2 separate regions of the Anas platyrhynchos genome follow, and region 1 is linked to region 2. Evidence: chromatin contacts called from public Hi-C data. All regions are on one chromosome and are shown on one strand. The core of a region is the stretch at or near the end of the contact, and the rest is flanking DNA. Distances in the headings are between cores, read along the strand shown. Region 1 overlaps MRPL1 (mitochondrial ribosomal protein L1). Region 2 holds the start of LOC113843481 (C-X-C motif chemokine 13-like).

Region 1 (3,977 bases), core at 675-3,174, 45 kb after region 2:
TGCTGTTGTAGGAGGAGTTGAATTAATCAAATGGGTATTTATTTATTTTTTTAAAGAATTATCTAAATTAAACATTGTAGCTTGTAACAGTGACCAAGTGGGGAGGGAACAAGGAACTTCATGTCCAGCCAGCTCTAGCTTGAGGTTAGCAGCCAATATAAAGAGTAAGATACTGGCTTCTGTGCTCTGACATTTTTGTACATAAAAGTTGTGTACTTGGTTAATTTATTGTGTTCCTAAATATATTTTACTTTGTTTTATTGGAGATTTTGGAAGATGAAATCCAAGTGGACTCCTATGTAGCTGTTCCTGCAATAATGCCTAAACTAATACCGTTAAGAAACAAGCTGAGACGAAAATACCCCAGCACAAAAAGAAGTAAGAAGCATTTTTATTTTTTTTTAATAGATCTAAGTACTGGAACAAGATTAACTCTTGAGGTGATTTTTTTTTTTTATGAGGACATATAATTACACTGAGTATTTGACTGCATATGACTGAGCCACTCCTTTTGTCATATGTGAAAGTTGTTTTAGGAACCTAGTACTGTGCCTTTCCCCTACAACAAAAATGTTGGGATTACAGTCAAGGTAAGTTTGTCAACTAGTTAATATCTAATCAACTGTAATAGTACTGCAAACTTTATGTAGTGAAGTTATGTAGGAAAATAGAAACAACTCTGGGGAAAAAAGATGTTCACTGATAGTTGCGCTGTCTGACTGTTGTGCAGTTGTTTGGATCCCAGCCACATGACTGCTCTATGTACTCGTCTGTGCTTCTTAATAACAATATTTATGTTTCTTGTTAGTATAACCTGTTAGCTTCTCTGTGTGGTCGCTCCCTTTTCATTATGCTCAAGGAACTTCCTATTCAGATCGGGTTCTCACGGCATCAAATGTCTCTGAATATTTTGTCTGCCTTGCTGACTTGAATTATTTTTGCTGTATTTCGGGGTGTCTTCCTAACACAGGAAAAAAGTTATTCACGTGAGCTGTGTCAGTTGCATGAAACGCGAAATCTTGAACCAAATTCCCTTTCCCTGCTGCTCTAACAATGTTTTTACAGGCTGCAGGCAGTGTTTTTAGCCTCCTAAATGTTTGAGGCAAACATACAAACCTGTCCAAAGCATTGCAACAGGATACTCCAGATGTTCTGGGGACAAACAAAAGCTATATTATGCCATTACAGACTTGCTTGCTTTGTAGGTTACTGGTGGCTGCTTTCTCTTGGAGCCGCTCAAAGGCATATGGGAGAAATAATACTTGCAGTTGAAGCAACTGAGTGGTGCTGTAAATCTGTCAAATGAGCTGCAGCTGAGATAACAAAACAGCTGTCTTGACTTGTTCAATGGCTGGACTGGGCCAGGATGTTTCAGGTAGTGTGTAATCTTGGTATTGCACAGTTGCGGAGTGTTTGTTTTCAAGGTAGACGCTTGGGGCTTATTCTAAATTTAACTCAGTAGGTTCTGATCTTCCAAACTAATTATATTAGGAATTAGGTAATAATGACTGCTTATGTACACTCTTCACAGGTTCTTTATTTGGAGTGAAATCTTCCTTATTTATTTATTTATTTTTTTTAACTCTATCTCCTATTAATGTCTGCTGATTAATGAGGAAGGAAGGAATATAGAGAGAGATTTTCATAGGAGATGTGTGAGGATGCAGTTGTTCATGAAACTACATTTTTGTTTGGAGTTTAACTGCTTTAGCTGAAACATTGAATTTTCCCTTTTCTAGTAGTATATTATGCCCTGCTCATAAACATTAACCGGATTTTTTTTTTTTTTTTTACTTAGATTCCCTGGGCCACGATATCCCCAAAATGCTGCAACTCTTTAGAGAAGGTCTAGAGTACACGGTAGAAGACGAGCGCTTAATCAAGACAAGAATAGCAAGAGTAAGTATGGAGAGTTCTTAAGTGTTCTCTTCTGAGCAGAGTTGAAATTAGTATTAAAACAGGTAAGAAAAGTTTTTGATCTGTGCATTTTCAAGATTTTAAGTGTTGTTTCACTGACTAAAAAGAACTTTACTGTTTCTTGCGCAACGTGCTCAGCTGATGTGAGCCTTGTGTGTCACTGAAGTATGGTGATGGAAGCTGGTTCCACTGAGAGCAAGACATATCTAATGCTGAGAAGTTAAGGATGCCAAGAGTGGGATCTCTGGATCAAGCTGTATTCACATGAACCTAATAATTAAAGGCTGGTTTAATTTAGGGAATTTTTAGTTGTGGTTTGATTTTAAGAACTTTTAGTTCTGGTTCAGGGGAGGAAACAAACCAACAGTTTGCATCACACCTGAAATATAAAATTAATCTGAGCTTTGACTACTGTCATAAGAAACTGGGTTATTGAAGGGAGGTATCTTATCTCTTGTTATAGGCTCTTGAGCTTTTTTCCTTTTTTTTTTTCCCTCTTCCAAATTGTTTTACTTCCATTCTGTTTTGTCTATTTGTAATCCTACCCGTTTTTAACTTTAACTGATACTGGTACAGAAAGGAAGTTCACAAGACTTCTGTTCTCTGCAGTTCTGTCTGGTGATATTAGATAAGCAAGTTTGTTGATTTTGGCTAGCTCCTGTGAGTTGTACATATGAATTTAAAGGACTTGTTCTTCTGTACAATATCTCAAAACTGAGGTATTTGGGACTATTCTCCTAAAATATGTTATGTATTAGATTCTCATAGAGGCAGGAGGTATCTTTAGCTGTCTCTAAGTGTGATGTGACTATATAAAACACTTAAAATCCATAGATAAAATGGAAGAAGAAAAAAAAAGAAAATATTTTCAAGTGTTTTGCGTGTATTCTACATCTTTATTTTTTTGCTTTGGACTACTTTAATTTTAATCCTCTTGATCAGCCTTTAAAATACCTGCAAATTAAATGTCTTTTAAAGTTCTTTTCACACTTAATCTAAAATTTCTTTTTTTTAATAACAATCAAAGCTTGGATAGTTTGACAGCATTCCATGCAATTGCAGTTGGTCGTACTAGGTATAGCTCTTTACTGCTGTGGTTAGAGTTTTTGAGACTTAAACCACGTCCTGTTACTGCCATGAGCTGCTGGTGTTACAGGGCACCTTAGGTTCTTTGTCTGGGCGGCTCAGGCTCTGCATTTCTATAAGCACTTCTGAAGCTATGGTGCAGCCAGAGATGTCATCTTTTTTTAATTATAATTAGTAAATAACAGGTTCTTGTGAATGAGCTCTTAATCTTGGATCGGAAATAGCGTGCTGGGGGTTTGCTTGTGTGCAGTTGAGCTGTGGTAAGGTAACATCAGCTCTGTGGCAGAGGTGACTCCACCGCAGTGGACGTGACGTGTTCGGGGAGTTGGACGCCGGAGGATGACTGTGGTTACGGCTCGTGTAAAAGGTCTCCACCCTCAGAAGCTGCTCTCCTGCGCCTGACCTAGTTGTGCTGCTGGTTGTGCAGCGCCGCCGGGAGGAAATCTGGCACGGGCAAGGCTCTGGGAGGTGGTGGAAGCCTGAGTGGTTATGCATGTCTGCTCACCACTAAATCAAGAGCTCTTTAAATTTAAACCTTGTCAGTGAGAAAATAATCATTTGTGAATTACACAGAAGCGTAAAGATCTATTGCTTTGTTCCAGGCAGTGGCGTGGATGTTTCTGGGACTCTGCCAGGCCGGTGTTTCTCAGAGAGCTTTTCTCTTCAGTGCTGCTTGCTGTCTCATGTTGCCTGTTAGCTCAGTCATGGCCCATAGCTTGAAGTAACGCCGCCCTCCCACATAAGTCAGCAGCCTCAGTGGTGTTTTCTTATGTAGTGAGTAATTGAGATGTCTTTGAAAAGCCCGGGAGTTGGCAATGGTTAAGTCTAATTAGTAGATTAGTTGTGAAACCTAGAATGCCAAGTCTGCTTTTAAGACACAGAGCTTAGAGCAGGAGAGAGACAACTGAGGCACTTGGGATGTCTACTTCAGAACCATGCTATCTGAAGAGGGCAGCTTGAAGGTTCTGTTGAGG
Region 2 (4,153 bases), core at 1,007-3,506:
CTTCCCCCTTTCCCGAAAGCCCGAGCCCCGTGTCCGGCCCTGTGGCAGCCGGGCTGCTCCCTGCGCGCACAGGTGGGCGAGTGCTGAGAGGGAACTCTTCCTTGGTTCCCCTGCCCGTGCTCTTTGAAGTCTGTGCTGTTCGGGGGCTGTTCCCACCTCTCTCGGAGCAACTTTGAGAGCACTCATCCACAGAGCGTGCGTCTTGTCTCTCGAGTCAAATAAAATCTGGGTTTTTCTTTTGTTGTATTTCCCCTGGGTCTTGCCTTGAGCCTAGTTTTGGAGATGCTCCGTGGGGCTTTGGTAAAAGCTGTTGGAGCTTAGACCCGAGCTTTCGTTCTGCACCCGGGGTGCTCTCTGACGGATCCGTGGCTGGCAGGCTGCAGGTGGAGCGCTTCCACTGCTGGTCAAGGGGTGAAAACCCCTCGGGCACCAGGACAGAGACACACAGAGGTTTGTGCAGGGCAGCAGCCTCAGCTGGGATGGGTGGTGGGGGGGAAGAGCCAAAGCCGCTGTCCCCAGAGCTCAGGCCAGGATGTGCCTGGTGGGGGGAAAATCAGCTTGTGGGGCACGGATCTCATGGCCCTGCTGCTGTTCCGAGGTGCTTCGTGAGCTCGCCTCCTGCTGATTCTGACTGTCCCGAAGTCAGTGGGGAATATTTTTTAAGTGCTACAGCTGGCACACCAATAGTGCCCGTGCAGAAGGTTAAAACACCCCAGGGAACTCCAGCTTTGCATGGCCGTGTGAACTAAGAACAAGCGAGGGGGAAAACGACGAACGTTTTTACCAGACCCAGCTTCTCAGGAAAGGGAAAACAGCGCTGGTTTCGGGAACCCCACACCCCCCTGCAGCGCTGCGACCTTGGCGAGCACCCTGAGCGGGGAAGGGCGGCGGGCAAAAACCACCCGACCCCGGGGCCTCCCGCCTGCGCCGCCGCACTTCTCCTATTTTCCGGCTCAAATAGGGGGGTGCCGGCGGGGCCGGGGATGGGGCCGGCATGGCAGCGTGGGTGGCCTTGCTGCTGGGGGTGCTGCTGGCGACCCACCGCCCCGGGGGTGCAGGTGAGGCCAGGGGGCTCCCCGTGCCCCCCTTCCGTCTGCGGGGCTGCCGGCAGGTGGGGGAAGGTTTTTGGAGGGGCGTCGTGCTCTTTTTCCAGGGGCTGAAATGTTTCTGAGGCTTTTTGGCAAAGAGGTGCTGGCCCTGGGAGGGTTGGGGCGGGGGGAGACGCGTTTCCCGGAAAGGGTTTTGGAGAGGAATGGGATGGGAGAAGCAGCCGGGGGTGCGTTTTGGGGTGGTGTGCGAGCCCTGTGCCCCTCCAGCCCTCCTGGAAGCCAATGGCAACCTGAGCTGCCGCTGCGCCAAGACCACGGCCGCCTTCATCCACCCCTCCAAGTACGAGAGCGTTGAGGTCCGGCCGGTGGGGAGCAGCTGCCGGCGCCTGGAGGTGGTGTAAGTGGCTGCGGGGGGCGAGACGCTGCTCCCCTCCGGCAGCTCCTGCCCTCCCACACCTCCCCTGGCCACGGGAAGCGCCGGGAGGGGGCTCAGTTCCCTGAGCCTCCCCCTGGGGGGCTGGAGGTGGCGGTGCCGAAACCCTGCATGTTTTCTAGGATTAAGCTAAAATCCCTCGAGAGGGTCTGCGTGGATCCCAACGCCCCCTGGGTGAAGAAACTCCTGCAGGACCTCCCGAAGCTGTAAGCAGCCCCGGCGGGGATGGGGGTCCCCAGGAGCTCTGGGAGCCCTCCCGGGGTGAGCTCTTCACACGTTTTCCTCTTCTGCTGTCGGCAGGAGGAAGAAAGCTGCTCCTCCCTGAGGAAGCTGCCGCCGCCGGGACACACAGATGGGTCCTGCCCAAATCTGGGCAGCCCCCAGCCCGGAGGTGCTGCCGTGTGATGCCCCGCGGCTGTTTTCCCCCGTTTCATACACCTAAACCCCTGCAAATGCCCACACGTGCTTCCCTTGCCCCCTCCCCACGGTGCCGTTCCCCGCCGCCCCTCGGCACCAGCAAGAAGCGCGATGTCCCCTCCAGCACACGCATCCAATAAAGGTTGGATTTACCACCCCCGTTACCGTCCCTGGCGTCCCTGCAGCTTCGCTGGGTGTTTGTTGAGCCCGGCTGCGGGCCGTGGCCGTGCTGGGTTCTGCATTTCTCAGTGGCGCTGCGGGGCGGGGAGGTGCCTCGGGCCACGTGCCGAAGGGGGAAGCGACGGCGGGGAAGTCGACGCCGGGGGCGCGGGGCAGATCCTTTTCCCCCTGCGTTTCCCTACCCGCAAAATCCCCGCTGGGGCTGGCTATAAAGCGTCCTGCCCGCGGCTCGGGGCGGGCGGCGAGGATGCGGCTGCAGCCGGTGGCGCTGGCCCTGGCCCTGCTCCTGAGCAGCCTGGTGCCAGGGGACGGTGAGTGATTGTGGGGCCCGGGCGGTGCTGTTGGATGCGTGGGGCTTCTCCGAGCTTTCGGATTCCTCCTTCTCCTTCTGGCAAGCGTTGAACTCAAAATTTCATCTTCTCGACCCGCCGGCTGAACCGAGGGCGTGCCCGGGGTGGGATTCGCATGGTGGGGTTAAGCTGCTCCTCTTCAAGGCACTGCAAGGCTGAGCGCTCGGCGGGTGGGCAGGGAGCAGGTTTAGTTCCGAAAACATCAGCTGAGTTGAAGCTAAACCCCGCTAAATGCGTGGAAAGAGAGATGGGAAGCTCTCTGGGGAGGGATGAGCCTTGCTTCAGCCTTGCGCCTTCCAACGCCGCCTGCTTTTGCCTTTCTCTGCTGTGAGCCCCGCTAAACAGCACCGCGGGGGGACGGGACGGGGACTGGGGACAGCGGGGGGGGGGATGTCCCCATTTGTCCCCCCCCAGCTGGGGACTGAGCCCGGGACATGGGCTGCTGTGGCTCAGGGCTGTCGCTGGAGAGCCTGCTGACCAACAAGAGGTGCAAGTGCATCAAATCGACCGCCCAGGTCATCAGCTTGGGGCTGATCCTCGCCATCGACGTTACGCCGCCGGGTATCCACTGCAGGAGGAAGGAGATCATGTAAGTGCCGAGCTCAGGGCCCGGGCGGTGCAAAAACCCCAAAGCTGCCCCTCTCGGTACCAGGGCTGTGCTCGGGACAAACCCCGGTCCCAGCTGCCCTGCAACCCCGCCGGGGGGGCTGGAGGGGTTTTCCCTGCAGGTGGCGGCGCGGTTGGGAAATCTTTAGGGGAAGAGGCTCCTGGCGGGGGGCTGAGCGGGTCCGGTCGCCTTGCAGCCTGTCCCTGACGAGGAGCAGGAAGGTGTGCGTGGCCCCCGAGGCGCCCTGGATCCAGCTGCTCATCCACAAGCTGACGCAGAGGAATGGCAGCAGGAAGGAGGCGGCGGCGCGGTCGCGGAGGGATGCGGAGAGGCGGCCGCTGGCCCCCTGACAGGGCCCGGACCCCCTCCCCAGCACCCCCCGCCTCTGCCCCTGCCCCGCTACGATGAGAAATAGATGAGCAATAACCAGCCGCGGTTATTTATCCGCCCCTGGGGACAGCAGTGGTGTCACCGCCCCGCGCCCCTGCTGCTTCCCACCGCTGCCCCTTGTTCCAGCGGCCCCGCTGCTCCCATGCATGCTGCCAGCCCGGCCCGGGTGCTGCTCAATAAAAGCATGAACGCGCTCTCCCTCCTTGTGGCAGCTCTGTCCGTGTGGATTTGCACGAAAATCACCAGGACATCACAAAAATTACCACCCCGGGGTGGTGGCCGAGGTGCAAAGTCCGCTGCCGGTCCCAATGGGCTCCCTCCCGCCCCGTGCCTCCCAGGAACCGCAGCAGGAGACCGGAGGGGTTGCAAAAGGGCCATTGATTGCCTACAGATGGAAGCAAAAGTGCACAGGTGCGAGGAAACAAGCAGATATTCAGCCCTATACATCGTGTGTGAGCGGTACCCGGTTTCCAATGGTACAAATAAAAAATAAAAAAGGAGGGGTGGAGAAAAAAAGGGACGGTCTGGGGCTTTGAGTCCCTTCTCCAGGCTGTTGTAAGGTTAAAGCAGGCAGGACTGCTTGGCTCGGGTGTCTCCTTCTCTCTGGCTGGTCCCCGCACAAGGATGGAAAACACAAATTACTGCGAGGGAGGGAGAGAGAGAGGGAGAGACCCTCTCCAGCGTGCTCCTGGTTTCAGGCTGGGCTGCTGTTTCCACAAAGCGCCCC

Evidence for each region. A called contact is a pair of places that touch in the nucleus more often than the background predicts.
Region 1: a Hi-C map of small yellow follicle shows a contact between it and region 2, with 2.7 times the contacts expected there. The contact joins the enhancer-like site here to the promoter of LOC113843481 in region 2. A contact is called at or near these places in 5 of 8 Hi-C or Micro-C datasets (F1 follicle, liver, skeletal muscle and 1 more).

The regions. Positions count from the first base shown.
Region 1 is chr4:19,111,212-19,115,188 of IASCAAS_PekinDuck_T2T, forward strand. MRPL1 (mitochondrial ribosomal protein L1) reads left to right here. Exons shown (of 10, transcript XM_005025129.6): 6 at 1-34; 7 at 267-378; 8 at 1,799-1,899. Among named protein-coding and RNA genes, the nearest start is that of MRPL1, 10 kb to the left of the region's middle. Within about 2 kb of position 1,925, at least 2 of the 8 cell types and tissues checked have an H3K27ac peak or open chromatin away from gene starts, as enhancers often do. A contact at or near this core is called in small yellow follicle, where this site is marked.
Region 2 is chr4:19,065,882-19,070,034 of IASCAAS_PekinDuck_T2T, forward strand. It overlaps LOC113843481 (C-X-C motif chemokine 13-like), which reads left to right and starts at 2,257. Exons shown (of 3, transcript XM_027456098.3): 1 at 2,257-2,390; 2 at 2,883-3,018; 3 at 3,233-3,620. The coding sequence starts at 2,327. The coding sequence ends at 3,386. The region is part of intron 3 of LOC106018832 (growth-regulated alpha protein-like); the gene reads left to right. It overlaps LOC101800964 (alveolar macrophage chemotactic factor), which reads left to right and starts at 953. Exons shown (of 4, transcript XM_027456101.3): 1 at 953-1,058; 2 at 1,317-1,446; 3 at 1,605-1,688; 4 at 1,783-2,068. The coding sequence starts at 995. The coding sequence ends at 1,807.